Regions from separate parts of the Cricetulus griseus genome. Here region 1 is linked to region 2. Evidence: chromatin contacts called from public Micro-C data. All regions are on one chromosome and are shown on one strand. The core of a region is the stretch at or near the end of the contact, and the rest is flanking DNA. Distances in the headings are between cores, read along the strand shown. Region 1 holds the start of Ube3d (E3 ubiquitin-protein ligase E3D). Region 2 holds the start of Tpbg (trophoblast glycoprotein).

The links. Hi-C and Micro-C count contacts between places; a contact is called where the count stands out from the background.
Region 1: a Micro-C map of the CHO-K1 cell line shows a contact between it and region 2, with 2.5 times the contacts expected there. The contact joins the promoter of Ube3d here to the promoter of Tpbg in region 2. A contact is called at or near these places in 3 of 8 Hi-C or Micro-C datasets (the CHO-K1 cell line and fibroblasts).

Annotation. Positions count from the first base shown.
Region 1 is chr4:196,579,255-196,585,884 of CriGri-PICRH-1.0, forward strand. Ube3d (E3 ubiquitin-protein ligase E3D) reads right to left here and starts at 2,092. Exons shown (of 8, transcript XR_004769708.1): 1 at 1,899-2,092.
Region 2 is chr4:196,021,911-196,028,090 of CriGri-PICRH-1.0, forward strand. Tpbg (trophoblast glycoprotein) reads left to right here and starts at 3,260. Exons shown (of 1, transcript XM_035443829.1): 1 at 3,260-6,180. The coding sequence starts at 3,292. The coding sequence ends at 4,572.

The sequences.
Region 1 (6,630 bases), core at 842-3,341, 560 kb after region 2:
ATCCTACATTGCAGGATAATGTAGGATATTTCCTAATTTCACCCTTAAGTATTAATCCAAGGGTATACATGTCATAATAAGACAAGACATTAAACAAGGCTGGGGGTGTGGCTCAGTGGCAAATGCATTTGCCTAGTTCCAATACCCAGCTCCCATCACACACACACACACACACACACACACACACACACACACACACACACACACACAAATCTTATAAAGCAAATCTAATGCAGCTGACTCATAGTAAACACTTTCTGAAAATAAACAAAACATCCAGCAATAGAAGAATGAGTTTGTGGAATATCCAGACAATGGAAAATTACTCAGTAAGTCACAGGAAAGGAATACTAATATAAGCAACAACACAGATGAACCATGAATCTCACAGCCCTGTTGAAGGTTCCCAATGCTGCGGAGGCAGAGGCAGGCAGATCTCTGTGTGTTCAAAGCCAACCTGGTTTACATAGTAACTTATACTAGTCTTTGATGGTCTCTCAAAAAAAAAAAAAAAATGCTGGGGAAAGCAGAAACAAAACCCAATGCATGCTGTGAAAGCTATGTCAACTTGGCTACATCTGGAATGAACCTAAAATTCCAAAATGGAGTACACACCTGTGAGAGATTTTTGCTTAATTTGAAGTAGGAAGATTCATTTCTAATCCAGACCTTTGAGGTAGATGTGCCTTTATCCAGATCTGAGCTGGGATAAGCCACCTCTAATCTGGGCCACACATTCTGCTGGAAGGAACACCGAAGAAGGAAGTTCTTTGCTCTTTGCTTAGTTGCCCTGGCTCTCAAGTTCATCCCTTCACTGGGGTTAGAGCCTACTTCTTTGGGATTCCTAAGTATACTGAAGACCAGCTGAGCTATCTAGCCTCACGAACCGAGCAACTACTGGATTTTTTGGACTTTCCATTCATACATAGGCAGCCATTGTTGAATTAGTTGGACTGCAGCCTGTTAAGTCATTGTAATAAATCCCCTTTCTATATATAGAGATTCATTCAATAAATTGTTGCTCTAGAGAACCCTGACTAATACATGTGTCAACACAGGTCCAGAAACAGTGACATTGTGTGGAATGGCTGAATGAAGAACACGGTTGTTACTAGTGCAGGGGAAGTGACTGGTGCTAGAAGTCAAAGGTCAAACAGAGACAAATAAGCTGTCTAGCAAAGTAAGTTTCTTAACTTGCTTACAGGGTTTTTGTTTGTTTGTTTGTGTGGGGGGTAAGGGGTTGTATTTGGGAATGTTTGTACTCTTAATTACCAAACAAGATGGACAGAGCTTAAAGATATCTGTTTGAAATTATGACCCCACTCCTTTATCTAGCACTTCACCCTTCACCCCCATACTAGGGAGAGATCTCAGAGCCTGTACATGCTAGGCAAATGAGTTGCACTGAGCCTAGACTCAATCCCAATCGTAAAACTGAGGAAATTCAGATATACAGATATAGAGATACAGAGATAGATATGCTGCTCCAGAACACATTTTCAGACCTATGTCTGTTTGAAACACTTGTCACAGAGAAATAGGCAAAACCTATGAAGAGATCATTAAAACATTAAAACTGCTAACCGTAATCTAAAAAAGTCTATTTCCCCGCCAGGTTTCTTGTTTGTGTAGTAAATATGAAATCAAAAGTTTGCACACAGGCTGGGGAAACCGGCCAGTGGCTAAAGCGCTTGCCAGGCAAACATAAAGATCTCAGTTCGCCACCCGATCCCGTCCAGCGCACGCGCACATTGTCTCGCGCGCGCGCGCCTAAGGCCGCTCGCGCTCGCCCCGCCGTCCCGCGCCTCCGCGTTCCCGTCTCGCGCACGTGCACCGGCGCCTCGGTCGCGAGCATGGCTCGCACACGCGGTCCCGCGCACCGGCGCCTCCGCCCTTACCCCAGGATTAGCAGCGCGCTCTGCAGCCGTCTCCGCACTTCCAGGAACACGCGCGTTTCCGCCGCAGCCACCGCCATGGCCCACTGAGGCCCGCACACGAGACCGAGCCCGCAGTTACCAGAACCCGGACAGAGTGGGAGCACGTGTCGCAGGCGGCTCCCAGGCGGTGGCCGGGCGGGATCCTGTCGGCTACAGCGCCGCCTTGCGGGCGGAGAACGCACTGCTGAGGCGCGGACCCTGGAGTGCACCTCCCGCCAACCCTGCTCTTGCAGCACAGGGGAACAGAGAACAGAGCCAGAACAGAGAACAGAACAGGATGAGGGAGGGCTTGATCTGAGCACTTCTCTCCCTGAAATGAGCAGAAAGATCAAACTTGGGGGCCGGGAGGGATTCCTCTGGATGGCTTGGGTAGGAATGAGGAAGATAATGGAGCAGAAACAGTAGAGATGGGTACTTTCTCCATTTCCAGAGCTGAATGGCCGCCCCAAAGCCCACTTTATCTGAGTCTCCTCTTTTTGGAACTAGGACTGTTTATTAGCTTCCGTGTCCATTGTAACCAAAATGTCAAAGATCGATGGGGTATTGCATTCGCTTTACAGGATAGCTCCAAGACTGAAACAGTTGCAAAAGACGTAAGGTCTCTGTAAGCCATGAAAACACAGTGGGTAGAGTCTAGTAGCTTGTATTGAGGGACTAATCATTCATATAACTTTAGAGAAGCAAAACGAAAATGAGTAATTGCTGATGTACGCCCCCACTATACTGCAGAAATAAAAGACTCAGCGAAGTTATAATTTCATTGCTACTACAAGACACATTTTCAAAGTTTGACACAGTAAAGGATATGGTATGGTGTAAACAAATGTATCAGGCCATGGAATTTCAATAGGATTTCTTTAAAAATAAAAGGTTGTTACTTAAATCAATGATAGCTTGTATAAAGGAAATTGTCTTAGGGTTACTGTTGCTATTATGAAACACCAATGTAGGGGGAAAAGGCCAGCCAAAGAAACACACCCTGAGCAGAGCCAAAAGAAACACACTTTGGCCCTAGAATCAGAGCCAGTGAAAGAAATACAGAAGAAATAAAATTAGAACCAAAAGGCTGAAAAGGACCAGTGAAGGAATCACACTTTGGCCCTGAAACCAGAGCCAAATCTGACCCTGAACCTGAGCAGAAAACCAATCCCTGAGCACAAGATCTAGCCAATCTCAGCTCAGGGAATGAAATCTGACCAATCTCCACCCTGGAAATCTCCCTGGAAAAACTCTGCCTCAAAGAAGCCCTATATAAACCCCGTGTCTGTTCAGCTTGTGCTTGTGGGTCTGTCCTGCTGGTCCTCTTCCATCGTGGCAGAAGCAGCCACTCTCCTGGATTCTTCCCTCTTGATAAATCTCTTAAATGAGGTTTGGGTGAGACCTTCCTTTGCCGGAATGGAGTGGAGGAGAGAAACAACTTTTGCTAGAGCCAGAGCAAAGTAGAGCAGAGCAAGTGGAGCAGGGCTATAACACTTTAGCTGGGGAAACCTTCCCCTAGTGAAGCAGAGTTGTTACACTCCAAAAGACTGGAGTTTAGCTGTAACAACTTCACCAGGAAGCCCTCCCCTGCTGGATCGAGCAGAGCTGTTACACTGGGAAAACCTTTCCCTGAAGCAGGGTTGTAAGCTACTACATTTACTGTGACCTGTGGTATTCCTTGGCTCCAGATTGCCAGAATACCTTTCCAACCTAGTTGTAATACTCAATACTCTTTGGCTCCTGAGTGCCAGAATCCTTGCTGATCCTGAAAGGCCCCCAGAGACTCAGGCCCCCAGGATCTCATCCCAGGACCTCGGGCACCTCAATCACCATGAGGAGGCAGAAACTTGATGCAAACAGCAAGAGGCATTAATGAAAGGTGAACATTTGTCAAACGGGCCTCCTCAGCACGCAAGTTTGGCTCCAGGGCCGCCCCGACCTCTAGGCACTGCCGGTTTTAAAGGCAAAAGCCACAGCTGTTGAGTACGTGACCAGAGTCACAGGTTCCTAGGAGGCCCTTTGTCTTGAGGGGAGGGCTGGGAATCAGATGGCCTCCTGACCCACCAGTTGTAAACCCGAAGACCTCAGGATGTGCTAACTAAACTTGCCTGAGTAAATTGTTAATTGTTGACACATTGGCCAGTGAGCCCCTCAGGGGAGGGTAGCCATCTGGGAATTCTTGGTACCCAGTTATCTTTTTTTTTTTTAATTTATTTATTAGTTCCAGTTAGGGAACAAGCTTGTTTCACATGTAAGTCCCTTCTCCTCTCCCCCCCTCACCCCCATCCCTCCTCCCCCACCCCAGCCCACCCCCCCACTCCATCCACCCACCACTCCCCAGGCAGGGTAGGGCCCTTAACAGGGGCTCTGCAAAGTCCACCAAATCTTCCTGTGCTGGTACCCAGCTATCTTATGGCCTTGTAAGGGAGTAATTGCTGGTGGTTGGTAAATTCCAGGCACTAAGTCATAGTAGTGGCCTTGGTCAGTTTCTGGGCTATATTTCTTTGCTAATTTTTAAGTCTTTCAATCCAACCTGTTGAAATGCTTACAGCCATGACTAAAGAAACTTGGAGAGGAAAGGGTTTATTTAGTCTATACTTCCACAGTACTGCTCATTGAAAGAATAGAAACTCAAACAGGGCAGAATCCTGGAGGCAGGAGCTGATGCAGGAGCCATCGAAGGGTGCTGCTTACTGGCTTGCTCCCAGGACTTTGCAGTCTGCTTTCTTTTTTTTAAAAAAAAAAAAAAACAAAAAACAAAAATATTTTAATACCTTTAAAATCCAATTTTTTCTTTAAAATCATTTATGAAAAAGATTTTCAAGTCAGAATTAACACCTCAATTAGCCAAGTGTCAGGAAGCTACATTACAGCTACTTATTTTACACAGAGGAGTCTTTGCCCTCACTTCCTCCCAATGCCTGTTCCAGACTTGGTTGGAGTCTCTCCACAGCCCAGCCTGGTTCCATAATTTCTTCAGATCACGAAAACTGAATTTGTTGGACACCAGAAATCTGTTGATAGGACGTCGTGTAAACCATAAGCAGTCTCCTTTCTTATAGGACCCAGGGCCATTAGACCAGAGATAGCACCACCCACCATGGGTTGGGTCCTTGCCAGTCAATCACTAAGAAAATGCCTTGCAGCTGGATCTTATGGAGGCATTGTCTCAATCAAGGTTCCTTTCTTTCAGGCGACTCTACTTTGTGTCAGGTTGACATAAAACTAGCCAAGACAGAAATCCAATTTATTGTTGTTCCATTTCATAATTTCATAGTTATAATTACCACACACCAAACCTGAAGCATTTCTAAACAAGTTCTTTAAGCCAATCATTATGGTGTATACCTGTAATCCCAGTATTAAGGAGGCTGAGGCAGGAGGATTGCTGCAAGTTCAAGTCCAGTTTGGACTATATAGTGAGTGCAGGGCCATCCAAGGCTATGTGGCAAGACCCTACCTCAAAACAAAACAATCCTCAGTATATTGAAGAACAGTAACATCAGACCAGTTTTCTAATTACTCTTTGAGGTGCTTCATGTGGATCATGTTACATGAATTCCCATTTCATCCCAACAATTTGAAATCACAGGTGGGAATAATAGCTTTAAATAAAATAAGCTGGGTAGTGGTAGCGCACGCCTTTAATCCCAGCACTCGGGAGGCAGAGGCAGGCAGATCTCTGTGAGTTTGAGACCAGCCTGGTCTACAAGAGCTAGTTCCAGGACAACCTCCAAAGCCACAGAGAAACCTGTCTCTAAAAACAAAAAACAACAAACAAACAAACAAACAAAAACTACTCTTTGGTGTCACCTCATTTATTTGAAGGACAATTGTCATCTTCCACTTTTAACACTTAATGTAGAATGCTTAAATATTGACACATAGTGAAATGCACAGCATTCTCACAATAGTGTGCTCCTTATAAGTGGTTTAAAGCTTGTATACACAAAAATACTTGTCAAAACTTTCCTTCCTTCCTTCCTTCCTTCCTTCCTTCCTTCCTTCTTTCCTTCTGCCTGCCTTCCTTCCTTCCTTCCTTCTTTCCTTCTGCCTGCCTGCCTTCCTTCCTTCCTTTCTTTTTGAAACAGGGTTTCTCTTCTGCGCTATGGTCCAGACAAAACTCTTTGGAGTAACTGTGTGTTTGAAAGAAAGAAATCTAGACACAAAATAGTGGTAAACTCTCAATTCCACACAGACTCTGAGCCTGAAATTACTCGTGTAAGTATTGGTGGACCCTCTGTTTGTTTGTTCTGGTGTTTCAAGACAGGGTTTCTCTGTGGTTTTGGAGTCTGTCCTAGAACTTGCTCTGTAGACCAGGCTGGCCTGGAACTCACAGAGATCCGCCTGCCTCTGCCTCCCGAGTGCTGGGATTAAGGGCGTGCGCCACCAAAGCCCTGATGGATCCTCTGCACTGATGGATCCTCTGGATTGTACTCAAAATAATTCTTCAAAGCTGTCTTCAATCTCCCCCGTCTTCTGGCTGGTTGAAAACCCCTGCTCCCGCCTTTCTCGCGGCCGCCTCCACGATCGCCCGCGTGAGGGCGCTGTGGCGCCAGCTAGCGCGGGCGGCGGGGAGAGCCCGGCGGCCGGGGCGGGATCGAGGCCGCCGACGTCGACGCCGGCGGGCGCGCGCGGTGCACGCTGGGCTGTCACTAGGCCCTCGGCTGGCGGCCTTCGTGCGGCTGCCGCGGTTGCCAGGAGAGCCGCCGGC
Region 2 (6,180 bases), core at 2,010-4,509:
GGTAAGAACTGGTGGCTGGCTGCTTTGCATCTCTGATCTTTCAGCATTTACCCCCATATATGATTTGGGTTTTTATTATTAAAAGCAATTAGAATTAGAGCTACATAAGTTTGTAAGTGTGTGTGTGTGTGTGTGTGTGTGTGTGTGTGTGCCCTTGCCTGCAGGTTGAATGCATTCTAAAAGACTGGGACTTTGCATATCTCAATCTAGCCTAGAAGTGGAATGTGAAGACATGAGATCTGAGCCTGGTTACATTTCCATCTTCCATTTGACAATGTCCTATACTTTACTTTCATGCCAGCTTTCTCATCCGTAAAACCGGAGTGAGGAGATTTATCTTGGTAGTGAGGTGCAGAGTAAATGGGGGCAATTGTTATCAAGTGGCATGACTAGGCAAGTAGAAGACAATCGATGCTGGGGTCAGATCCGCTCAAAGCCATAGTTTTTGATATTTGCTTTTTAAACTTGGAAAACTGAACAGAGAGGACACTGGACAGGACAATAGTCCTAACGCTACTGTATCTTGCCTTAGAGGTCTTTTGAGGATCCGATGAGAGTTTGTGTTGTTTTTCTAAATTCTAAAGAGCCAGAGCAGGGATTCACTTGCTCTTTTGACAGAATCAGATTTAAGACCATGCCAGAGGACCAGAAAAACCCTTCCCATGCCATTTACTTTATTACAAAAACTAGGCAGTAAAATTGCCTTTTTCGGTGGACAGTCTTCTGAGTTTTAGCACATGTATGCATTTATGTAACCATCTCCATGATTGCCATATAGAATAGGACTTCAGCTTCTGAGTCGGTTTCCCCCCCCCCCCCCCCCCCGCAAACGCTTTTCACATTTATATTGCAGAAACACTTAAACATAAGAGAAAAGGATTTAGATAAATGTGCTGAAGATGCAAATTAATGAAACTGTCTTTTTGCACAAATGTCTGCAGTCTCCAGGTTCTGCAGCTCCCCCCCACCCCCCGGGCCATTTTGGCTGGTGTTTGTGTAAACTCTCTTTCCACAGAAGGAATCAGCCACAGATTCAGAACTGGACCACCACAGCAATGGTGCATGCTGTGGAAACAATCCCTAACATAGTTAATGTGATCCCTTTTGTTTTTACTGGTCTTCGTTTTCCCAGCCATGTTTCTTCTGTCATTTTCTCTGTAAAATGAACAAGACTGGAATAACCCACACCTTTTACATCGGGGGAAAATTATTTGACTGGGGAAAAGAAGATACAGAGTTTTTGAGAGAGCAACGTCAGGGCTTTCAGAACTCCGGATCTCCCCGATTTAATGACATTAGTCTTCTAAGCATTCCAGTCCTTTCCCTAATCCATCACCCGGCGCCTGCCAGCGCCCCCTGGGAGACAGACTTTGGGACAAACTTCTTTCCTAGGTCAGCCCGCCCACCTCCCGCCGCGAGCGCTCCCTGCGTAAGTGACTTGTGCTGACACAACGCACCGAATCTGGTGGAGGGAGCTTTCCGGGTGACTCACGTCTTTGCTATTTGCCTTTATTTCTGGGGTGTTTTAGCTGCCGTTTTCTTCCCTCTGGTTTTAATTTTGAGAGGAGAGAAAAAAAAAAAAACCTCAAAATGAATCAAGAATGACTGTCCTTGCTACTAACCCTCCCCCACCTTAAAGTTGACTCTCTTCACAAGTTTCATAACTACCCAAGGCGTGCGGGGGTGGCACAGGTAGGAAGGCATTAACTAACTACTCCTGAATCTGAAGTTGCCAGCCTAACCGAGCCACGCGAGAGGACACTTTCTGAATCTCCCTCACAACCCGGGCGTTTGCCGCGGCGGATGTAACGTGTGCAGCTCGTTCCTTTCTACTGCTGCTTTGCGTTGATGTGGGTCACGCTGAAATCCATCTCAGCACTGCCAGCGATGCCCGAAGCAGCGTGAATTCCAAGACATCCTCCAGCCGTTTTGTTTCTGTCCAAGGTAAATACGCTGTGCAAAATACGGAGCCACCAAAGGATGCCAGGGAGGGGGATCAGAAGGGGAACCCCTCACGGTTCCCGGACGCGTGGCTCGTTTATCTCCGCCAGGAGAAGGCGCGCAGCCCCGATCCCCCTGGTCTCCCTCTTTAAAGCCCCCATCGGGCCACCGAGGTGGGCTGCGCGATCGCAATCTGTCCAGCAGCCCCGGCCCTCCCCCGCCCCCCGGCTTGGTTTTTCCCAGTCGTGGAGGTTGGGCTAGGGGCTAGGGTGCAAGGAGTGTCGGCGCCCGCAGCGGGAGACCGGGAGGCGCGGGGACTCGGAGTTGGCTTCAGAGGCGCCGGGCGCGGAGGTGAGCGGCGGGGACCCAGCGGCCAGGGCAGGATCCTGGGGGCGGGACCGGGGCTTCTTTGCACACTGGGGAGTGGGAGGAGCTGGGGGTCCTGGCTGCCAACCCGCCCACGGTCCCACGGCCGCTTTGTGGCGGGTTCCCTCCCCCTTTCTGGAGACGTCTGAAATCCCTTGGGATCTGAGGGGCTGGAGGGCCAACGAACTGGGGAGTTGGGAGTGGGCGACAGCTGTATGGCTCCGCACTCCTTTCCCCACTAATCCAAGAAGGTACGAAAAGAGATGGAAAGAGTCGCGTAACCAGAAACTTCGCTCTCATCCCAACCTGGGCGGGGAGGAGCGGCGGGGGCGGGGACCCCGGAAGGCAGGTGGTCGGCGGGGGCGGTAGGAGCGGGGAGCTGGGGACCGGAGAACTTTGCTCGTAGGGCCCAGAGGGCTCTGCGAAAAGTTCTAGGCGAGAGAAGAGTGCGATCCCGGCAGGAGCAAGGCGGGAGGTGGCTCTGGTACAGATGTGAGCCCGGAAGAGGCAGGCTTAGTGCCCGGGAGTGGGGATCGCGTCCTACGGTGGGGAAGGGCGCACGCGGAGGCTGGGGCCGGGTGGGGAATGTGGGGACAACTTGGCTCGTACTCGGGGCGCTGCGGCTGTCCTCACACTTCTCTCCCGCTTGTCCCAGGTCGCTCATCCTCTCCTGCCTTGCGAAAGGCGCCAACAAAAGAGTCGAGGAGGTGCCACCCCAGCGGCGACGGGAGGAGGAGCGCTGAGGCCCGAGTCGCTACCGGCCGTGCGTACTCGCTGGAGGGAAGGGCGGGGAGCCGCTCCGGGAGGGGAACGCCCGGTGGCGCGGGGTAAGCCAAGTTCCAGCTTTGGTGTGTCCCCCACCCCCTTGACTCCCACGCGAGGAAAGTTTGCAGCCGACGCTTGCGGCGGCTCGCGTCCGCTGGGCCCAGCCGGTCGAGCCTTCGGAGCGGGCGCCGTCCCAGCTCCGGAGAGCTGCGAGCCGCGATGCCTGGGGCGGGCTCCCGGGGCCCGGCCGCCGGGGACGGGCGGCTGCGGCTGGCACGGCTGGCACTGGTGCTGCTGGGTTGGGTCTCCGCCTCGGCTCCCAGCTCTTCGGTACCCTCGTCTTCCACCTCCCCGGTGGCCTTCCTGGCCTCGGGGTCTGTGCAGCCTCCACCAGCCGAGCGATGCCCCGCGGCGTGCGAGTGCTCCGAGGCGGCGCGTACAGTCAAATGCGTTAACCGCAACCTGATGGAGGTGCCCGGGGATCTGCCTTCTTATGTTCGCAACCTCTTCCTCACCGGCAACCAGATGACGGTCCTCCCGGCTGGCGCTTTCGCCCGGCGGCCGCCTCTGGTGGACCTGGAAACGCTCAACCTAAGTGGCAACCACCTGAAGGAGGTGTGTGCGGGTGCCTTCGACCATCTGCCGGGCCTGCGCCACCTCGACCTCAGCCACAACCCTCTCACCAACCTCAGCGCCTTCGCCTTTGCGGGCAGCAACGCCAGCGTCTCGGCCCCCAGCTCCCTGGTGGAGCTGATCCTGAACCACATCGTGCCCCCTGAGGATCAGCGGCAGAATGGAAGCTTCGAGGGCATGGTGGCCTTCGAGGGCATGGTGGCAGCTGCCCTGCGCTCAGGCCTTGCGCTGCAAGGGCTTCATCACCTGGAGCTGGCCAGCAATCACTTCCTTTACCTGCCTCGGGACTTACTAGCCCAGCTGCCCAGTCTCAAGCACCTGGACCTTCGGAACAACTCCCTGGTGAGCCTGACCTATGCATCCTTTCGCAACCTGACACACCTCGAAAAACTCCACTTGGAGGACAACGCCCTCAAGGTCCTTCACAACTCCACTTTGGCCGAATGGCAAGGCCTGGCTCATGTCAAGGTGTACCTGGACAACAATCCCTGGGTTTGCGACTGCTACATGGCTGACATGGTGGCCTGGCTTAAAGAGACAGAGGTGGTGCCGGATAAAGCCAGGCTCACCTGTGCATTCCCAGAAAAAATGAGGAATCGTGCCCTCTTGGACCTCAACAGCTCTGACCTGGACTGTGACGCTATCCTTCCCCCATCCCTGCAGACTTCCTATGTCTTCCTAGGTATTGTTTTAGCTCTGATAGGCGCTATTTTCCTCCTCGTTTTGTATTTGAACCGTAAAGGCATTAAAAAGTGGATGCATAACATCAGAGATGCCTGCAGGGATCACATGGAAGGGTATCATTACAGATACGAAATCAATGCGGACCCCAGGTTAACAAACCTCAGTTCCAACTCGGATGTCTGAGAAGCAGGACTGGTCAAGGACAGCTCTGCATGAGGTGTAGACTTCAAGTTTTTATGTTTTGTTTTGTTTTTTTGTTCTTTCTTTACTAGGCTTGCTCCACTTCCACCCTCCACCATGGACACCAATGACTTTGACTGAAAGCAGTGAAGGGATTTTGCTTCCTTGTTATGTAAAACTCTTGGTGTGTTCTGTTAATGTAAGAACATGAACAACTGTGCATACAGTGTTTATTTACCCTTTTCCTTTCAGTACTCCTCGATGCCTGCGGAGGGATTTTTTTTCCCCCAAAAGTTCCAGCATGGACATGGACTCTTCCTTTATTCAGTTCAAGTTGTAGCACAGATAGCATTCAACGGAAGCTGCCTCAAGTTTTTTGAGAAAAATACTTTTTTCATAAATATGAGTTTCATCCTCATCTACATAAACTATGGAGAAAATAATTGCATCCCTAAACTGCCTGCAGACCTTAGCAAGCTCTTCCATAGAACCTAGTGCACAGGTGCGCCTGCATCCGAGAGCATGCTTACATTTTACTGTTCTGCATATTAAAGAAAAATTGCAACTTCAGATAACTTCTTTGACAAACTAAATTACTTTTTGATTGCAGTTTATAGGAAACTGACCTAAGGGTTTTTCCGTTTTTTGTTTTTGTTTTTTTTTTTTTTTTATAAACTGCATTGAGATCCAACAGACTGGATTGTTTAAAAAAAAAATCAATAAAGAGTCTGAAAAGAAGCCTGATGTGTTCAAGTTTGGTATTTTGAAGCGAGGATTAAAGGCAATGATACTGAATGGTCTTGGTTCAGATGAGAAATCATTAGTCAGCAGACCTGAGACCAAACTGGAGCAGTGTCTTATATACATTGACACGATAGTGCTGAAATGGTGGATTCTTTTAGGGCTTCAATAGAATTAAAATTATTACAGGGCCAGACTATTAAAGGTCCCCAAGTTAATGGTGTTCAGCGTTGTGAAGCTGGCAATAGTAAAGAGTTCTTTACGGTAAACGCCTCACAGCTGCCACTTTGTATAGACTAATGACGTTGTTACGACAGAAATAATATTAAAACTGAATGAAGTTGCTCCGTGGAATTTTAGAGCCAAGTGTGAGCTGAAGTGGCAACAAATGTGTGAAAATGAAGTATCTTAAAATATTCTAGAATAAAATATTTTAAAACACAAAATATTTTCAGAGGTCACAAATCAGAAGTCAGAGTCATGAGAATATTTTTTAAAAAATTCAAAGTGGACCAAAGAATGTATTTTTAAAATTACCATGACTGCATTTAAGCTTAAATAAATGACCAGAGATAAATATTTGTATCTAGGAACAAGTGTCATAAGTAATTATTGGGTTTTTATGCTCAGTATTTTAAGAATTTGAGGGCTTTTTTAAAAAGGCTAAGCCCTGAGCACGATGGAAGTGTATATACCCCCATAAGGAAAAAAACTATATTTAGATATAAATTATAGCAATTCTTCATTAATATTCTTGTTGTCCTTTACTTTTCTAGACATCTCTAATCCCCCGCCCCCTGTCCGCATTGGCCAGTTACGGTAAACAGTAAATTCCATTAATCTGTCTCCAAGTCAGTAAATAAAGGAACT